Linked DNA regions of Triticum aestivum: region 2 is linked to region 1. A link is a contact called in public Hi-C data. All regions are on one chromosome and are shown on one strand. The core of a region is the stretch at or near the end of the contact, and the rest is flanking DNA. Distances in the headings are between cores, read along the strand shown. Region 1 holds the start of LOC123099952 (transcription factor MYB2). Region 2 has its middle 15 kb from the start of LOC123099953.

Evidence for each region. A called contact is a pair of places that touch in the nucleus more often than the background predicts.
Region 2: a Hi-C map of leaf shows a contact between it and region 1, with 4 times the contacts expected there. The contact joins the enhancer-like site here to the promoter of LOC123099952 in region 1. A contact is called at or near these places in 2 of 5 Hi-C or Micro-C datasets (leaf and root).

The regions. Positions count from the first base shown.
Region 1 is chr4D:315,779,367-315,785,556 of IWGSC CS RefSeq v2.1, reverse strand. LOC123099952 (transcription factor MYB2) reads right to left here and starts at 2,692. Exons shown (of 2, transcript XM_044521964.1): 1 at 2,318-2,692; 2 at 682-1,818. The coding sequence starts at 2,474. The coding sequence ends at 1,016.
Region 2 is chr4D:315,983,774-315,989,963 of IWGSC CS RefSeq v2.1, reverse strand. No RefSeq gene overlaps it. Among protein-coding and RNA genes, the nearest start is that of LOC123099953, 15 kb to the left of the region's middle. Within about 2 kb of position 2,258, at least 2 of the 8 cell types and tissues checked have an H3K27ac peak or open chromatin away from gene starts, as enhancers often do. A contact at or near this core is called in leaf, where this site is marked.

The sequences.
Region 1 (6,190 bases), core at 1,443-3,942:
GGACAACTACAGTTGACATGGTTGCTCAACTGCAGTTGTCATCTCATGTCAAAAGTTCCAGATGCCATTTTTTGGCAACTACGGCTGTTGTCATGTATGCTCTGGTTTACTATAGTTGCCATGATTTGAAAACTTTAGGGGTTTGCGACCTACTAATACTAGGCAGTTGCCGTGTAGCGCTACAAAAAGACATGGCAAAACATACATGTTCGGGTAAAAAAAAGAGTTACATCTGCTTACAAGCATGCTAGGGCAGTTGCCGTGTACCCTGCAAAATACATGGCAACTGACATGTTCGGGTAAAAAAAAAAGAGTTGTCACCTGCTTATAAAGCACACTACGGCAGTTGCCATGTACACTGCAAAACACATGGCAAGTGACAACTTGGGTGTGGGAGATGAGACGGGCGTGTGGGCGAGATGACAAATGCCCACACATCAGCCCTTTATGCGTGAGTGAAAAATGCCGTGTGGGCGAACTGCTGAACGCCCACACACCAGCCCCTTCTGTGTGGTGAAACGGCTGTGTGGGCGACCGGGTGAATGCCCACACACCAGCCCAGTCCTACGTGGCACTAGAAACATGTCAAGATTCGTGCGCTCGCAAACAGACGCGGATCCACACGTGTGGGCGAGATGCAAGCGCCCACACTTGGGCTTAGACTTTTCGAAAAAGAATGAGTAAGATTAAACGGAACATCGCATAATTAACGGCGGCACAGCTAACACTAGATCATCTGCTTCTGCTACACTTTTACGTATCTTTTTACCCTTGTACGTAGTAATAAATTAACACAGGAGAGGACGGCACAGAACTGGAGCAGAACAGGCCGGGAGATGTTCACGTGCAGGGTAAATTAATCTTGTTTTAATCCTCCCAGTCCCAGGTGGTTCCTCTCCTTCTTCTAATCCGTTTTCCTCCGCTGGATCTGCTACGCGTCCCCGGACCCGGAGGCCGCACGCCGCCCCGCGGGCACCGTCGCGGCTGTGGATTTCCATGCCACCGTATTGACTTTTCACACGAACTGCGGCTGCGTGTACCACAAGTCGTCCATGCTCCAGATGCTGTCCACGTCGAAGCTACCTATCTCGAAGTCCGCGACGCCCAGCTCGGGAAACCCGAGGCTCGGCAGCGGCTCGGACGTCCACGTTCCCGCGAGCTGGGACGGTGCCTGCTGCTGGATCAGCTGGTCCGTGTCGCACATGGTGGCGGCGGCGCTGGAGGCGTCGCAGGCGGTGGTGAACCACTCGGCACCGTCAACCGCTGCAGGCCAGCTGGGCTGGGCGCCGGCGCCAGAGTCGGTGGTGGACGGCGAGGAAGAGCCGGCGGTAGTAGTGCTCGACAGCTCCGCGACCGAGGCGTCGGGCAGCTGCCCGCCGGCCACGGCGGCGTACTCCGCTGGCCAGCACGCATCGACAGGGAGCTCCGGTGACTCGTAGAGCGCGTCGTCGGCGCCGTGCTGCCACGACAGGGGCGTGTCAGCGGCGGTCTGCACCGCGTCGGCCGTGGCGGCGGCCTGGATGCGCTCGACGAGGCGGGGCATCCAGAGGTAGCGCATGACGTCCTTGAACTGCTGGCTGTTGACGTCGCACTTGAGCTGCTTGGCGTGCTTCTGCACGCGCGTGCGCCAGTAGTTCTTGATCTCGTTGTCGGTGCGGCCGGGGAGGTGCTGCGCGATCTTGGACCAGCGGTTGCCCCACCGCGAGTGCAGCTCGAGGATGAGCAGCTGCTCCTGCGGCGTGATGCTGCCGCGCCGGAGGTCGGGGCGGAGGTAGTTGAGCCACCTGAGGCGGCAGCTCTTGCCGGTGCGCTTCAGACCTGGTACGCAAAGGCAAGGCAAGATTAACCACATGGAATGAATGGAACATCACATCAGTGCTAGCTACTGGAGTAATAAATTCGCCAACTTGGTGATTACTTATGCGGATGCGGATGCGATGCGAGCATGTATGTGACGAGACGGGTGATGTAATGGAGGAGAGATTAGTAATAAATATCCCTATGGCCGGGAATAAAGCTAACCACTAAAAATTCTTCCCCACATCTCTCTCTCTCGTTCACTATAGCTTCCGGCTAGCTGGGCGGCTGCTAGACAAATCAGGCAGTAGGTTCGTAGCTATCTGTTTCCATATATTAGCATGGTGATGCAGAGCGACAGGTTTGTTGCTTCCCCCTCCATGATATACTAGAAATATCTAAGCCTCACGTCTGGCGGAAACAAAATGATGCAAGCAACCAATCTACTACGGAGTACTAGCTAGCAGTTGAAAGAGTAGCATGCATGCATGGATTGGATTGTGCAGTGCAATTATCCTACCTGCTGATCGGGCGAGCGAGTTCCAGCGGCCCTCGCCGTGCGCGGCGATGTAGTTGACGAGCAGGATGTCCTCCTCCACCGTCCACGGCCCGCGGCGGAGGTCGCCGGCCATCACCTCCTCCTCGCTGCTCGAGTCCCTCTCGTGCACCATATCCATGGGTTCAAATCGTCCGCCTCCTCGCCTCGAGATGAAGCTGGCGACGCGAAGGATTGATCAGGCGAGCGAGCCTAGGATTGGCACACTTGCTCGCGTAGAGGACAACTCAGGAGATTTTGGTTTGGTTTGGTTTGCTCGAGACCGAGGCAGTGCTGCTGTGCGGGGAAGAGAAAAGAAGAGAAGAGAAGAGTATGCGGTGATGGATTGGGCGGGAGAGGAATGAGGAAGCTTATATAGACGGGCGGCGAGGGAAGCGGGAGGTGGGGGAGCTGTGGTGGACTTGGGAAGAAGCATGTGGGGGAGCACGCCGCAAATACGGAGATTAGTTTAGGCCTGGATTATTCTATCTTTCAAAGCCAAAAGTTTAGGGTACTACAATTAATCGTGCTTTATTAGGGATGGATGAGGGCGTGGTGGGATATTTACCGGGCTAATTGGCCACGCAGCTAAAATTAAACCGGCTCGCGCTCGCGTACACGGATTTGAAGTCGTGCGAGTTTGACTAATTGACTCGCCTACATTTCAAGTGCTGCTACTAGCTCACTCGCACTCGCTACGCCACGATGGCCACGCGCTCGCGCTGTGGACCTCTTCCCTTCTCTTCCCTTTTGGGTGACAGCCAGGGTGATCTCGTTTTTGCCAGCCAGGAGTAGACAGCTCTACTTCGTGTTTACACCCTCCCTAAAAAAAATATAAGAGCGTTAGATCACTACTATTGCTTATTCGGTCGGAGAATTTTCGCGGGATTTTTTTTTCTTCTCCAAAAAGAGGGTGAATATCCACTGCCTCTGCAATTTTCACGGGATTTTGAAGGTTTGAAACATAATTAAGTTGTCTGTGTACCAATTGTGGGAAAAAGTATCGAGCCTACACAAACTCTAGGAAGACGCAGAGTTTCTGCACCTGAGCTTAAATGAGCTCGGGTGAACAGTAAAATCAAAATAAAATCAAAAAATTCCAACTTTTTTTAGGAGAAACATTGACAAAAGTTTTAAGTGCGTGCAAAAGTTTGTCATGAAATCACATTTCTATAAGGCGTGGTAAAAAAATTAGTACTCTGAAAATGCTACTTTCAAAAGTATTTTGAAGCACTGAATTTGTTTTTTTTTTTGCCACACCTTACAGGAATGTGATTTCAGGATGGATTTTTGCACGCTCTTATAACTTTTGTCAATGTTTCTTCCAAAAAAATTGGAATTTTTTAACTTTTTTCGGTTTTACTATTCACCGAGCTCATTTGAGCTCGGGAGCAGAAAAGCACTTTCGGTACATAATAATATCCTGATTCTGCAAAACATGAAGAATTTTACTTCAGTTTGGACCTCACAAAAATATCACTACCTTTTTTTATTGGATAATACTTTACTAAGCCAAACTATATATATAATTTTTGAAACAGAGGCAAAAGATTTGCTTCGTGTATGAATAAAGGAGAACAAAATAGAGATTTTTGGTGTTACAAACCCTCGAGAATTAAACATTACAACACCCCCTAGTACAGCCATGCCTCCCTCGCCCGGCATGATTTGCCCTAGCTTCTTAGCCCCGGCAAGCAGTGATAGGGCCGCCTCCTTCTTAATCTCACGACGAAGGATTGTCGGCCGGATGCTCTTTTGACAGAACACATGTACGTTTTCTTTCCTTCAAATGGCCCAAGAGGTGAGCATGAAAATCAAGGTGACGGCCTTGCGGGTTAGGATGCTAGCATTTGACGGACCCACACGCCAATCTTTGGTGGAACGCACCAGTTGCCAAGCAAAAGTATCAATATTCTGAATCTGAAGCAAGTCCTTGATCATGCCCCATAGCCTAGTCGTGTAGCGACACTTGTAAAGAAGATGTGATGTGATCTATTGAACACATTTGCCTAGCGGGCAGAGACTGTAGTTCGGCCACTCACATTTGGCTAATCTATCCGCTGTCCAAATCCGATTTTGGATGGCTAACCAAGTGAAAATTTTCACTTTGGAAGGCGCCCATGCCTTCTATATTGTGTGTTCCATATAGGAGACCGAGTGGTGGAAAACACAAAGGAGCTCTTGGGTGCTTCACACCCCTATACAAATTTTAAATGTAAAACTGCCAAAAAAATCAAAAAAAAATCTGAATTTTGGGGATATCAAACTTGCGTTCCCAATCTACTCCCGTGTGAAGTTTCTTAAAAAAAGATATCAGGAAATGTATATGTGGCGAAGACAATACTGTCCGAAAAAAATCCATCCAACAGTGTTTTCTTCTAAACATAGGAATTTTTTCTGTCTTTTTTGCTACGGATACGTTTCTTGGTATTTTTTTCATGAAATTTCACACGGAAATAGATCGGACACCCAAGTTTGGTATCCCAAAATCCTAGTTCTTTTTTCAATTTTCTCGGTTTTTTTAACTTAATGTCCATGTAGAGGGGTGGAGCACCCATGTGCTACAAATCCTCTTCCACCGAGTGGTGCCCTGAAATTGAGCAATGTAGTCCACCGCCACCAAATAGGTGCCACTAGGCGTGTGCTTCCATCGAATGTCATCTAGGGCTTCCTCATTAAGTCAAAAATCACATAAAGTGGCCCATGGCTCAATGAATTGGCGGAAGTGGTCCAAATTACAATTAATCAACATTTTCATAAGACAACATTGATAGGTCACTAATTTGCTCCACTTTTCCAAATAGCGAACAATAGGTTCATACAATTGGAGTAACATATTACCGTGGAATTATTTTCATACAATTTCTTATGTTCATACTTTTTGCTCCACTTTTCCAAATAACCAACAATATGGTACTCCAATCAAGACAACTCTAGTTTGAGCGTGGAGTAAGTATCAAGTGCATACAAAATAGTGTTGGCCTGTACAACAACACATCATCAAAAGCCAATCAAGACATTGACCCACAATCAATTCTACTTACATTCAAATTGCTTAAACATTTCAATATCTCGATTGCCTTCTTCCACAAATTGCGTAAGCAAACTTATCCTCATAACAAGAGAATGGAATGTGATGACATTTTGTTAAAAATGGGTATTATTAATCCAGGAGGTCAATAACCAACATTCTAGGCCGACCTACAACAAAACACCATAGAATTCGTGCCGTGGCCAACCGCGACTCGAAGAAGTGGTGCAAAATGAGACAAAAGGCCAAAATTTATATATTTTTTGCATAACAAGCTTTCGCCACCCTTTATATAGGTAAAAGCATAAACGGCCGAACCGAGGTGCCAAAAGAATCAAACCTGGAGATGCTTAGTTTCCTTGTGGTTGAGTCTGCCCATCCTTCAATTTTTATACTTGGCACGATGGTCAGAGGTGCTCTACGGCATGATGTACATTGTGCAGTTTTGCTAATTTTCTAGAAAACAAAAATCAACGAATTCTGCCAACAGCCCATACAATGTTTTACAAACAACTAAAAAAGACGTTGTTTATTGTTGTTGCATGTGGTTTTTATTTGTGTATGGCTAGAAACCGTCTGCCGGTGACAAATGGTTGTATGTGTTCTGTACGTAGGTGACATTAGTATCATGTCCCGATACTCCCCGCAAAAAAAAAGTATCATGTCCCGATACTTACTTCCTTACGTTAGATACATCTGTTTAAGCGTCAAGTAATTTCGGATGAAGAGAGCAGTATTTTTTTCTCTCGAAACGGAAGCAGTATTCATCTTTTGTTGTTGCACGGGACGTCCATATCAAAACCCAAGACGAGATTACTTGTGCCAAT
Region 2 (6,190 bases), core at 1,009-3,508, 200 kb before region 1:
CGTGCTCGCCAGCACATGTTATCTACACGAGAGCGGCGCCGGTGGGCGCGTATGGTCATCTGCAAGTCGAACACGTAAATCTCTCATAATCGTCCGGACCGCATTGTGCAACCGCGAAAGCCGTCCAACGCCGACCTGTATCGGTTCACCAAGTTTTGGCCATGTTTTCTTCCGTAAATCGAACACAAACGTAAGGAGATTTGCAGGAGTCTAGATCGATTCCAAATCCGTTTTCTGACCACCCTGACCCATAAAAACCCCTCCACCTTTCATGCATGCTCCCACCCGGCGCCAGCTGCCCGCATTTATACCGCTGTGGAGCGCGCCGCTCTACATTGAAGATGGCTCAGGGCGGACGCGCCCTCTCACTGTCTACCTATTGAAGCGGCGCGCTGGCCTAGGGCACCGCCTGCGACGCGTTCGCGCGTGTTCAATGCCAGAGACGCGTGACCGGATAGGACGAGACTGATATCTACCGCGCCCGCCTAATGCCGCTATCCGCCCGTCTGCCGCCATTATGCAGGCTCGCCGACCGAGAAACCAACTCCGACGCCGCGCATTGACGCCCCCGGACGCCTCGTCTCACCGGAATCCGCTATATATAAAGGCGACCACACCTGGCTAACTCCACACCACAACACCAGCCCATTCACATCTTCCTCCCTTGCACTGCATCTGTCATGATCGCCGGTGGGAAAGCACTGTGGGATAGTATGTCGCCGGAGATGAAGCATGCGGTGGCTGCCCTTGCCGCCGCTTGGCATAGCTGCCGTGCCAGGCGGATCGAGGTTGGCTTGCCGACCAGCTCGCCCGAGGTCACTGATGATGGAGACGGGCTCCGACGACTCCGCCCTGGCTTCCGCGCCTCTCGTGCACGCCGGCTTCACCATGGAGCAGGCATAGACGCAGTTCAATGCTGCCATGGCGGAGGTACAGCCTGCGTCGGCGCCTTTGTCGGGGTTCCAACAGACGTAGGAGGAACATCGGTACAACCTGTTCCTCTTGGAGCAGCACCGGCTGGCGGAGGGCCAGATCTATGGCGAGCGCGCGAGCGAGGAGGTTGTGGCGGCCATGGCCGCGGCGAACCGAAATTTCGCCGCAGAGCAGCGTGCCATCTACGATATCGTCCGCGCTCAAGCCGCCACTCGCCAGGAAGAGGCAGCCGCGGAGGCACAACTGCATGCCATCGCGGAGGAGAACATAGGCAGCTACACCTCCTACACGCCGCTGATGAACCATTAGCCGGCCCGATGGGACAACGACGACTAAGGCGCCACCATTTCCCTCGTGGACCTCACGTCCACCGGCGATGGACAAGGCGCGGGCTCCTTCGAGGATGAGTAGGCCACGGGAGGCGGCGGGCCCTGGTGTCCCATCTGGGCCGGCCCGTCTTCATGTTCTACTCTTCCTCACCGTAGACCACACCTTCACTTCATCGGTCTTATTGCCGGTACTCATGGAGACAACGGAAGGAGGACGACACAGGCTTGAACTCCAGGCGCCGCTGCCGTAGGATAGGTTTAGGAGCGGTTTTTTTGTCCTAAATGTTCGAAATGTAGTTAAATTCGCCGTATTTGTATGAAATCCATCATGTTTGTACGAAATCCGGTCGTGTTTGCATGAATTTCTTCCGGTTTGTTGAAAATAGTTTGAAATGTATGCGGTTAGCGTTGGGTGTTGACCTTCCCGTATCCATGTTCGCGGACTGTTCCCTGTTCATGAACGGATGTGAGAGTTTTTTTAGGTTGCCGCTGGAGATGCATAACTCCAGGCCTGTTGCCCGCTGCCATGCGTGACGCGTGCTTCCTTAGCCGCATTAGAGCCTTCAGCTTCATGGGACGGCTCAATAAAAAAGACGACGTCCTTTTCCTTCCTGAAGTGAGTACTACACCATGACCCATGTGGTAAGAATCCTAACAATTAAAAAAACCTTTCCATGATATTAATATGCATGGTATTTCTGCGAGCGATATTAATACGCAGGTCGCATATACTACCAGAGAAGTGAATAGGCTGCTGTGCTGTCCCAGCAGTCTCACTCAGTCCCCATCTCGGCTAGTCAACCAGTTGTACAATGTCGCTAAAAAATTTCCATGTTGGCTGCCCCATGAACAATGTGTACTACGTCTACACTGGTGGTAGCTCAGTTGCTCGAGAACATGTGCCGTGTGATGCTTGCATGTTTACATGTGTCAACACTTTGCTTTCTCGTACTTAGGCGCTGACAATTGGGACCGGTGCCAGCGAACACTTGTAGCTTTATATGCACGCCGGAGAGGCGGATCCAATGTCTTTGACACACCGCTAGAGTAGTCGCTCCAACTCCATAGGACACACCAAGCTAGCACGTGGCTGTCCCTAGCTATTTATTGTCATCCACATCGTGATCGAGTGCATATATGTGTGAATGGATAGTTGGATGCACACGCAACCAATGCTTTCACATTTGCTTCAAAACAAAATGTTCGTTTTGTGGATACACTCACACCGAATTAACGCGTCATATTTTAGACTTCCTCTTGTTTGCTCCCCTAACTCTAGACGGCTACGGCAAACTCTTCCTCCAGACTTCACTGGCAAGCCCGTGAATTTGCCTCTTCTCTGTCTGCCGCTCTGGCAGCCGGTTGCAAAGAGGGGAATCCCGATGCCTCCACTCCGGCTAGTAATTTAGGTTAGGGCTTTTTAGCCTTCACGGGCGAGGCACTCGGGTGGATGGCGGCGCTTCTTCTTCGAGTTTGCCATCCGGGCTCCGATCCTCTTCGAGTACGTCCGTCTGGACGTAGTCAACGGAGCTCCGGTTTAAATTTCCGCCGTCTCCATAGACAGTGAGGTTAGGGTTTCTCGTCATGTGGCGATTTGGTGTCAGGTTTTTTAATATATACAAGGGCTCAACGGCGAAAACTATGGATCCAGGGCACTGCTCCTTAGGGGCACACGAAGGCTTCCCACTGTCATCGACGAGGCCAAGCCGGCTACAGTAGGGAAGTGGCGACAACAACGAGTCGACAGCAGTAGTGGTTATTTGATGGTCTCAGAATTTTGATGTAATTTTTGTTATGTTTTAGATGCTTTGTTTTTTTGAAAAGGGGGATTACACTCGGTATGTAGCCATGTTTATTAATTATTCAACAGAGTCTGACAAGATAAATACAAAGATCCACCAAAGCCACCCTTACACCTACAAGTATAAAATGTCTCCTGACCGCATTAGCGGATACCATCTAAGTGACCTCAAGAAGCCGCTCGCCTGGCAAGCTAAGAGCACCAACCGGTCTTGGCGTCCCACTGCGCGCACCGCATGCGCACACTGCAGAAACTATCACCGCCATCCGTCGTCCCACCTTCAAGAGTGATCAACGCATTCACCTCGCCGGGTCATTCTGCCATCGACGTCACCACATCGCCACCATCGTGCGCGTGTCCATCAACATGCCCTCATCGCCGAGACTCCACTGCGCCATGCCGCCAAGTTCCGTCGTCTTTCTTGCAGTAGATGCAACGACGCTCTTCCTCTTGTCCCCTCCAGCTGATGACACACAAGTATAGGGGATCAATCGTAGTCCTTTAGATAAGTAAGAGTGTCGAACCCAATAAGATCAGAAGAAAATGGCAAGTGGTTTTCAGCAAGGTATTTTCTACAAGCACTGAAATAGTCGGTAACAGGTAGTTTGATAGCAAGATAATTTGTAACGGACAAGTAATGGTAACGGTAAATAAAGTGCAGCAAGGTAGCCCAATCCTTTTGTGGCAAAGGACAGGCCAAAACGGTCTCTTATAATAAGAAAAGTGTTCTTGAGGGCACACGGAAATTTCATCTAGTCACTTTCATCATGTTGGTTTGATTTGCGTTCGCTATTTTGATAATATGATATGTGGGTGGACCGGTGCTTGGGTGCTGTTCTTACTTGAAAAAACCACCACTTATGATTAACCCCCTCGCAAGCATCCGCAACTATGAAAGAAGTACTAAAATAAAATCTAACCATAACATTAAACATTTGGATCCAAATCGGTCCCTTACGAAGTAGCACATAAATTAGGGTTTAAGGTTCTGTCACTCTAGCAACCCATCATCTAATAACTAATCTACAATGCTTTCCATTAGGCCCAAAGATGGTGAAGTGCCATGTAGTCGACGTTCACATGACACCACTAAGGGAGTCACAACATACATATTATCAAAATATCGAACACATATCAACTTCACATGATTACTTGCAACATGACTTCTCCCGTGACCTCAAGAACGAAAGTAACTAATCACAAATGATATTCATGCTCAAGATCAGAGAGGTATTAAATAGCATAATGGATCTGAACATATAATCTTCCACCAAATAAACCATATAGTAATCAACTACAAGATGTAATCAACACTACTAGTCACCCACAAGTACCAATCTAAGGTTCCGGTACAAAGCTTGAACACAAGAGATGAACTAGGGTCTGAGAGGAGATGGGTTTGTTGAAGATGTTGATGGAGATTGCCCTCCCAAAGACGAGAGGGTTGTTGGTGATGACGATGGCTTTGATTTCCCCCTCCGGGAGGGAAGTTTCCTCGGCGGAATCGCTCTGCCAGAGGGCAAAAGTGCTCCTGCCTCAGTTCCGCCTCGAGACGGCGGCGTTCCGTCCCGAAAGTCCTCCCCTTATTTTTCTAGGTCAAAATGACTTATATACCAGAAGATTGGCACCGGAGGTGGGCCGGGCTGGCCACAGCCCACCAGGGAGCGCCTGGGGGGCCTGGCGCGCCCTGGTGTCTTGTGGTCACGAGCTGGCCCCCTCTGGTAGTTATTTACTCCAGTATTTTTTATATATTCCAAAATAATTCTCCGTAAATTTTTCGCTCGTTTGGAGATGTGTAGAATAGGTATCTCTGACGTAGCTTTTTCAAGTCCAGAATTCCAGCTGTCGGTATTCTCTCTCTTTGTGTAAACCTTGTATATTATGAGAGAAAAGGCATTAGAATTACTCCATAAAGCATTATTATGCATAAAACATTATAAATAACAGTAGGAAATCATGATGCAAAATGGACGTATAAACTCCCCCAAGCTTAGACCTCGCTTGTCCTCGAGCAAAAGCCGAAATCGAAAAACATGTCCACATGGTATGAGAGAGAGGTGTCGATAAAAGCAAAATACGGATATAGTAGCATCATGCTTATTATCATAACAGCAGCAAACTTAATCATAAAGCTTTAACATATAACTTTTATCATATAACTTCTCATGAACAAGTAACAATTCATCACAACATCGAAGTAAAAAGCATAAACTCTTTTGAAAACCAACAAACTATGTTCTCAGTCAACTTTGCAACTACAATTCATCGTATTTTCAGGAAGGGTCTCGTATCGGAGCCTTTTGGCAAGTCCACATACTCAACTATCATTTAATGTTCTATGATTGCTAACACTCACACCATACCCATGATCAAAAAGTTTCAACCGGACACATAGAAAGATAGGGGCTTATAGTTTCGCCTCCAAGCGTATTCACCTCAAGGGTGATGTCAACAATAATAACTCATGCTCCCTCATATCCAACTGGATATATGTGCCTAGATCTTTCCTCACCACATGATGCTTGCAAAAAGAGAAAATAAAAAGGAATTGGGAAGAATACTTTGAATCTTGCATAAAATTAAATTCATAAAAGTAAAAGATAGGCCCTTCGCGGAGGGAAGCAGAGGTTGTCATGCAATTTTTGGTTTGTATGCCAAATCCCTTAATGTAAAAGAACGTCACGTTATATTGCCCCTTATGATAGCAACCTTTATTATGCAGTCCGTCGCTTTTATTACATTACCATCACAAGTTCATACAATGCTCAATTTTCTCGTACACTAAATGATCAAACACATTTAGAAGCGATTTTTATTTCCTTATTCCACCGATGACAACTTACTTGAAGGATCTTACTCAATCCATAGGTAGGTATGGTGGACTCTCAAAACATGAATATGGTTTAAGGTTTTTGGATGCACAATTAGTATCTCTACTTAGTGCGGAATTTTGGCTAGCAAAGATCTTGAGCAAGTACCACATGTTGAAGGACCTATGACAATATAACTTCTATGTGAATATGAACAAACATAAATCATTACATTGTCTTCCTTGTCCAACGTCAACAATTTTGACATATAATAGTTAATGGGGGCTCACAATCATAAAAGATGTCCAAGATAGTGT